2 separate regions of the Sus scrofa genome follow, and region 2 is linked to region 1. A link is a contact called in public Hi-C data. All regions are on one chromosome and are shown on one strand. The core of a region is the stretch at or near the end of the contact, and the rest is flanking DNA. Distances in the headings are between cores, read along the strand shown.

Region 1 (2,700 bases), core at 11-2,510:
CGGTTTTAAATTAGGAATCCACTCCTTCTGCTTGCTGGAATAGAATGAGAATGTTGACTTTGTTTTAACTGATATGCCTAAACATCTGCCTCCATTTGACTGTTCACACCTAGGGAAGTTGTGAACTTCACTACTTTTGGCTTATAACATGATGCTTTTGAACAGTACCAGGTATTGTGATAGGCTTCGAAAATCACTTGCATTCATTTAGAATGAAAATTGAACCAATCTCTGAGTCAACTTTTAGGTGTCTGGTTAAAGTAATGCTCTTGTTTAAACTACGAAGAGTTGTTTTGTTTTGTTTCCAGCCTTCAACAGATCTAGAAGACTCTATGCCACTCCCATAAACAAAAAGCTGAATCAAAGTTCCATCAGCACTCAGGCTAGACCAAAAAAAACAGTTCTGCAAGGCTGTTTACCCCTCTGGGGCAATGGAGAGCAGGGGCGCTAGGTAACAGAGACTGCACAGGCAGTGCTTTAAAAACTTGCTTTTCACGTTATGAAGATTAAGACACCAAGACGTTGCTGAGGGTAGGGCCAGAAACTGCCAGGGTCAACAGTACCCTTACCAAACCCCAATACTACCAGGCCACTAGCTTCTCCTCCCCCAAATCACACACCCAGCTGTCAAGTTCATAGCAGCCTCCAGTTCTGGAAAAGCCCAGGAAACGGATTCTCACAGGAGACCAGAGCAAGGGCCAGACAGGCTGCCCACTAGGCAGAGCCGAGCGCGAGGAGTAAGGAGGGCCGCCAGGTGGCTCGGGTGGGCGGACAGGCGAGGGAGCGAAGGAGCTAGCGGCTGGGGTAACCTTTACCTGAAGCTGCTGCCACACTACGTACGGGCCGGGTCGGCCCCGGGACACGTTCCTGAGGGGAGGGCCCGGCACCCCGCGCCTCCCGGCCCCAGCCCGAGCAGCGCACTCTCGGAATCCTCGGGGGCCGGCGCTCCTCCCAGCCGGCTCAGCAGCCGCTTTCCGGGCCAGCCCTCATGCCCCCGCCGCTCGCCGCCGCTGGCCGGCTGAGCAGCAGTCCTGTTGACCGGAGCCCCGCCACGACCCGGAACCGCACCCCACGCACCGGAAGTCCCCGACCGGGAAGAAGCCCCTGGCTGGGGACGTAGTGCGCAGGCCCCAGAGCCAAGAGCAAGGAGGGAAGCCCTCCCGGGGGGCGGGGCCGAACGGGAGGCCGTGCGCATGCGCACCGCTTCCCTGGCCACGGGTAAATCTCAGGTTTGAGAGACTAGCTGTCAGCCAGTCTGGCGAGATACGCCGACTTCTCGGTTTGCATTGGGTAGAAATTAACGTCAGCCTTTTTCGAATTTCCTTCCTTCTCCCCGCTTCCACGGGAAAAAAAAAGCCCTCAGTTGATACTGAAAAAAGTGATGAGGCCTCTTAGTCTCTGGGTTAGGAAGACATGGGTTCAAATTCTAACTCTAACCTACTGTGTATCCTAAAATGAGACAACTCCCCTCTCTGACCCTAAGTTTTCCGGTGCATACAGTAGTTCCGATTTTAGAGTACTGCTGTGAGAGTGAATGAGATGATGCTTTATTTTATTTTATTTTTGTCCTTTTGCTTTTTTCTAGGGCCGCTTCCCGCGGCATAAGGAGATTCCCAGGCTAGGGGTCTAATCGGAGCTGTAGCCGCCGGCCAACGGCAGAGCCACAGCAACGTGGGATCCGAGCCGCGTCTGCGACCTACACCACAGCTCACGGCAACGCCAGATCCTTAACCCACTGAGCAAGGCCAGGGATAGAACCCGCAACCTCATGGGTCCTAGTCGGATTTGTTAACCACTGCGCCACGACGGGAACTCTGAGATGATACTTTAAAAACAGCACAGGAGTTTCCACTGTGGTGCAGCGGGTCAAGGATCCAGCTCTATTTCTGCAGCAGCTTGGGTTGCTGCTGAGGCCCGGGACGACTCTCAGCCCAACGCAGGGGTTAAGGATTAAGCATTGCAGAAACTATGGCGTAGGTCCCAGATACTTCTGGGGTTAGATCCCTGACCCAGGAACTTCTATCGGGCGGGGAGGGTGGTCAGGGGGAGGGGCGTGACCAGACAAGGCCAAAAACAAAATAAACAAACAAAAAAAACCACTCAGCACAGTGCCTGACACACTAACTTAGTAAATGTTAGTTACTATTCTATTATCTGTAAAATGGAGATAATTATCTTCCTCAAGAACTGCAGGGAGGTTTACTGGAGATATGGGACCCGCCCCAAACAGAAGCTCATTATTGGTAATCTCGTTCCCTCGGGGAATCCGTAGGGGAAGCTGCCGTGAAGGGGGAGGAAGGACTCAAGCAATGCAATGACAGATAGTCTGGACTGTGGCTCTCAAAAATACACCTTAGCAAAGGGAAGGGGAGGGAAAAAATCAAGGCTGAATTTCAGCCCAGGAGGGATCTTACCCAATATTAAAATTACCAATAAATACACCATGAATCCACCCCATGTATTCAAATATATGATTGATTTCTTAGCTCATAGGGAGGGGAAAAATGCATCTTACCACCCAACTATCACCATAGTTCTGCACACATACCACCATAGTTCCATCAGTGACCTGTTGGAGGTGCTCTGCCAAAGCAAAGGGTGTGAACAAGGTTGGACATTTTATTTTCTGAGGTCACCAGGTTATCTGTCCCCTTCTAAATATGAATCTTCAGGGAGTTCCTGTCGTGGCTCAGTGGTTAA
Region 2 (2,700 bases), core at 18-2,517, 37 kb after region 1:
CAGGACTTTTCGAACGCTCCAATAGGGACAGCCCTTTCTTGACTCTGTCCCGCCCCGCTCGGCTCCGAGAGTGATTCGATTGGTTTGCAAACAGGCGGTGGGGTACCCCAAGGATACCACCTCAAAACGGGAAGAGCGGGAAAGTGTACAAGGCGCTGTCCGAGGCGTGAAGCTCACAGCGCTGTGGGGAAGCACATGGTTGGCCTTGGAACGAGTTGCCCCGTGTCCTGTATACAACTCTACACACTCAGGACTGCTAGCACTAGAGACATGAGCCGGGGTGCGGGCACACCGTTTGCGGGCCGGGGCGGCCCATCCCGGCGATAGAGGACAAGACGAGGCGTAAAGATCCGGTGGCGCGCTCTCGGGCGCTGGGGATCAGAGGCCAGAGTGGGCGGGCAGAAGTCCGGGGGCGGTGCCAGCGGCGGCGGCGGGAGGCGCAAGGCCCAATGAGTGCGCGCACCGCCCCCGGGGGCGGGGCTTTGGGGAGCGCTCCCCCCGCCCTCCCACACGCCCCCGCCCCTCCCCCCGGGCGCCGGGGCCGCAGTGAGTGAGTGGCACTGGCAGCCTGTCAATCCCTCAGCCGAACGGCCTTCGAGCCCGGTCCGCGGCGGCTGCTGGCAGGGTGCGCGGCTCCGGCAGTGGCGGCGGCGACTTCTCCCGCCCCATCAATCTGCTGTCCGCCCGGCGCGCGGCCCGCCGGGGCCCTTCCTCGGGCTCCGCGCCCCCACCGCGCCTGCCCGCTCGCCCGCTCCCAAACTTTCCTCCTCCGCCCCCTCTCGCTCCCCTCGGCCCTCCCGCCGGCCTCCTCCTCCGCCGCCGCCGCCTGCCGCCGCCGCTCCCTCCCCCGGGGCCGCCGGGGCTCGGATCCCGCCCGGCCGAGGTGGCCGAGGCGGCGGCGGCGGCGGCGGCGGGGGCCGAGGGAGGGGAGTGCGCAGGCTGGCGCGGGTGGCGGCGGGCGTCCCAACAACTCGGCCGGTGCTGAGGAGCAAGTTGCGCGGGGCCACCCGGCGGGGCGCGCGGCGGCGAGGAGGCGGCGCGGCGGCCGCGTGAGGGCAGCGGGCGCCGCTGCCTCCGCCTCCGCCACCGCCGCGGAGCCCAGCGCTTCCGCCCGGCGCTTCTCCTCAGCCTCCGCGGCGGCGGAAGCCGGAGCCGGGCGCCCGTCTGCACCGCCTCAGCCGCGGGCCCCGCCGGCCGGGCCGCCCCCTCCCCGCGCGGGCGGGGAGCGCGCGGCCGCCTCCCCCTCCCCCTCCCCCTCTTTCTTCTCCTCCCTCGTCGCCGCCGCCGCCGCCGCCGCCGCCGCCTCAGCCTTCGCCTCAGCCGCCGCCGCCGCCCGCTCCCGCCCGCGCGCGGCGGGATGGACGATCAATCCAGGATGCTGCAGACTCTGGCCGGGGTGAACCTGGCCGGCCACTCGGTGCAGGGGGGCATGGCCCTGCCGCCTCCCCCGCACGGCCACGAAGGGGCGGACGGCGACGGCAGGAAGCAGGACATCGGCGACATCCTCCACCAGATCATGACCATCACCGACCAGAGCTTGGACGAGGCGCAAGCAAAGTTGGTGTCGTCTCATTAAGCATCTTTTGTGTGTGTGCGGGAGCCGGGCCCGCGGCAGAGTCCGGCCCCGGGTGGCGCCCGGGCCGGGGGCCTCAGCCCCGGGGCGGGGAACTTTCTCCGAAAACAGGCCGCCCGCCCGGGCCTCGCGGGGGACTTGCCCCGCGCCCCTCGACGCAGGCGGGAGGCGGCAAAGTTGCTCTCGGGGCGCGGGACGGACTTGGTGCCGCGTGGATTGTGTGGGTTTCTCTCACCCCCGCGTCCGGCCCTGTGGCAGCCCGGCCCCCTCGTACGGATTCAAACCTCCCGCCCGGACCCCGGTGCACGCCGCGGCGAGCGGGCCCCGGGCCGCACTTGAGGGAAGTGCAACTTTCTGCTCGGCCGGGAGTCCCGGCGCCCGGCTCCGCCTGGCCGCCGGACGACCTCGCTGTGCGGGCGGCCGCCCCGGCCCCGCCGCGGGGCGATGGGCGGTTCCCCGGCGGGTCCGGGCGCAGGCGGCCAAGTTCTCGGGAAGGGAGGGCCGCCTGGCAAACTTTGCCAAGCTGTCACCGCCCGCTGGCCGCAGTCGGCCGGCCGCCCGTGCGCGCCCGCTCCCCCGGCGGAGGGCGGACGCAGGAGCCCCTCCACGCCGTCCTGTCCCCTGGGTCGCCGCCGTCTGCCCCCGGATCGCGGTTGCCCGCGCGGGTTCGCGCCCTGCGGTCGCCGAGGCTGCTGCCTGCCGGGCAGATGGGTCGCGCTTCGTTCGGGCTGGAGCTTTGGCTGCCGGAGCTTGCCGGCTGTCGCCAACTGAGTCAACTTGAGTTCTGTTGACTTGCCGTGGTTCCAAAGAGCCTTCCAAAATAGGGGGCCGGAATGAAATCTTGGGTCTAAGTTAAAGGAAGGCGCCATATTATTCCATAGGTGATGCTAATACCTTTGTGTTTTGCTATTTGTTTTTTAGGAAACATGCCCTGAACTGTCACAGAATGAAACCCGCGCTCTTCAGCGTCTTGTGCGAGATCAAAGAGAAAACAGGTAAGACGCTGCGCCCGGCCGTGGGCCTGGAGACCCCCGAGGTGGGGTCCGAGCTACTCCTTCGACTCTCCAGTTGAGAGCTGCTGCTTTTGGGCACCGCCATCTTTGATCATTCTTTCCTTCCCACCTCCT

Evidence for each region. Hi-C and Micro-C count contacts between places; a contact is called where the count stands out from the background.
Region 2: a Hi-C map of skeletal muscle shows a contact between it and region 1, with 2.7 times the contacts expected there. The contact joins the promoter of PBX3 here to the promoter of MAPKAP1 in region 1. A contact is called at or near these places in 1 of 5 promoter capture datasets (liver), 12 of 47 Hi-C or Micro-C datasets (alveolar macrophages, embryonic fibroblasts, epiblast stem cells and 6 more) and 1 of 2 datasets of contacts at active chromatin or transcription factors (alveolar macrophages).

What each region holds. Positions count from the first base shown.
Region 1 is chr1:266,345,124-266,347,823 of Sscrofa11.1, forward strand. It overlaps MAPKAP1 (target of rapamycin complex 2 subunit MAPKAP1), which reads right to left and starts at 1,261. Exons shown (of 11, transcript XM_021068873.1): 1 at 816-1,261.
Region 2 is chr1:266,382,044-266,384,743 of Sscrofa11.1, forward strand. PBX3 (pre-B-cell leukemia transcription factor 3) reads left to right here and starts at 1,268. Exons shown (of 9, transcript XM_021068936.1): 1 at 1,268-1,557; 2 at 2,495-2,568. The coding sequence starts at 1,358.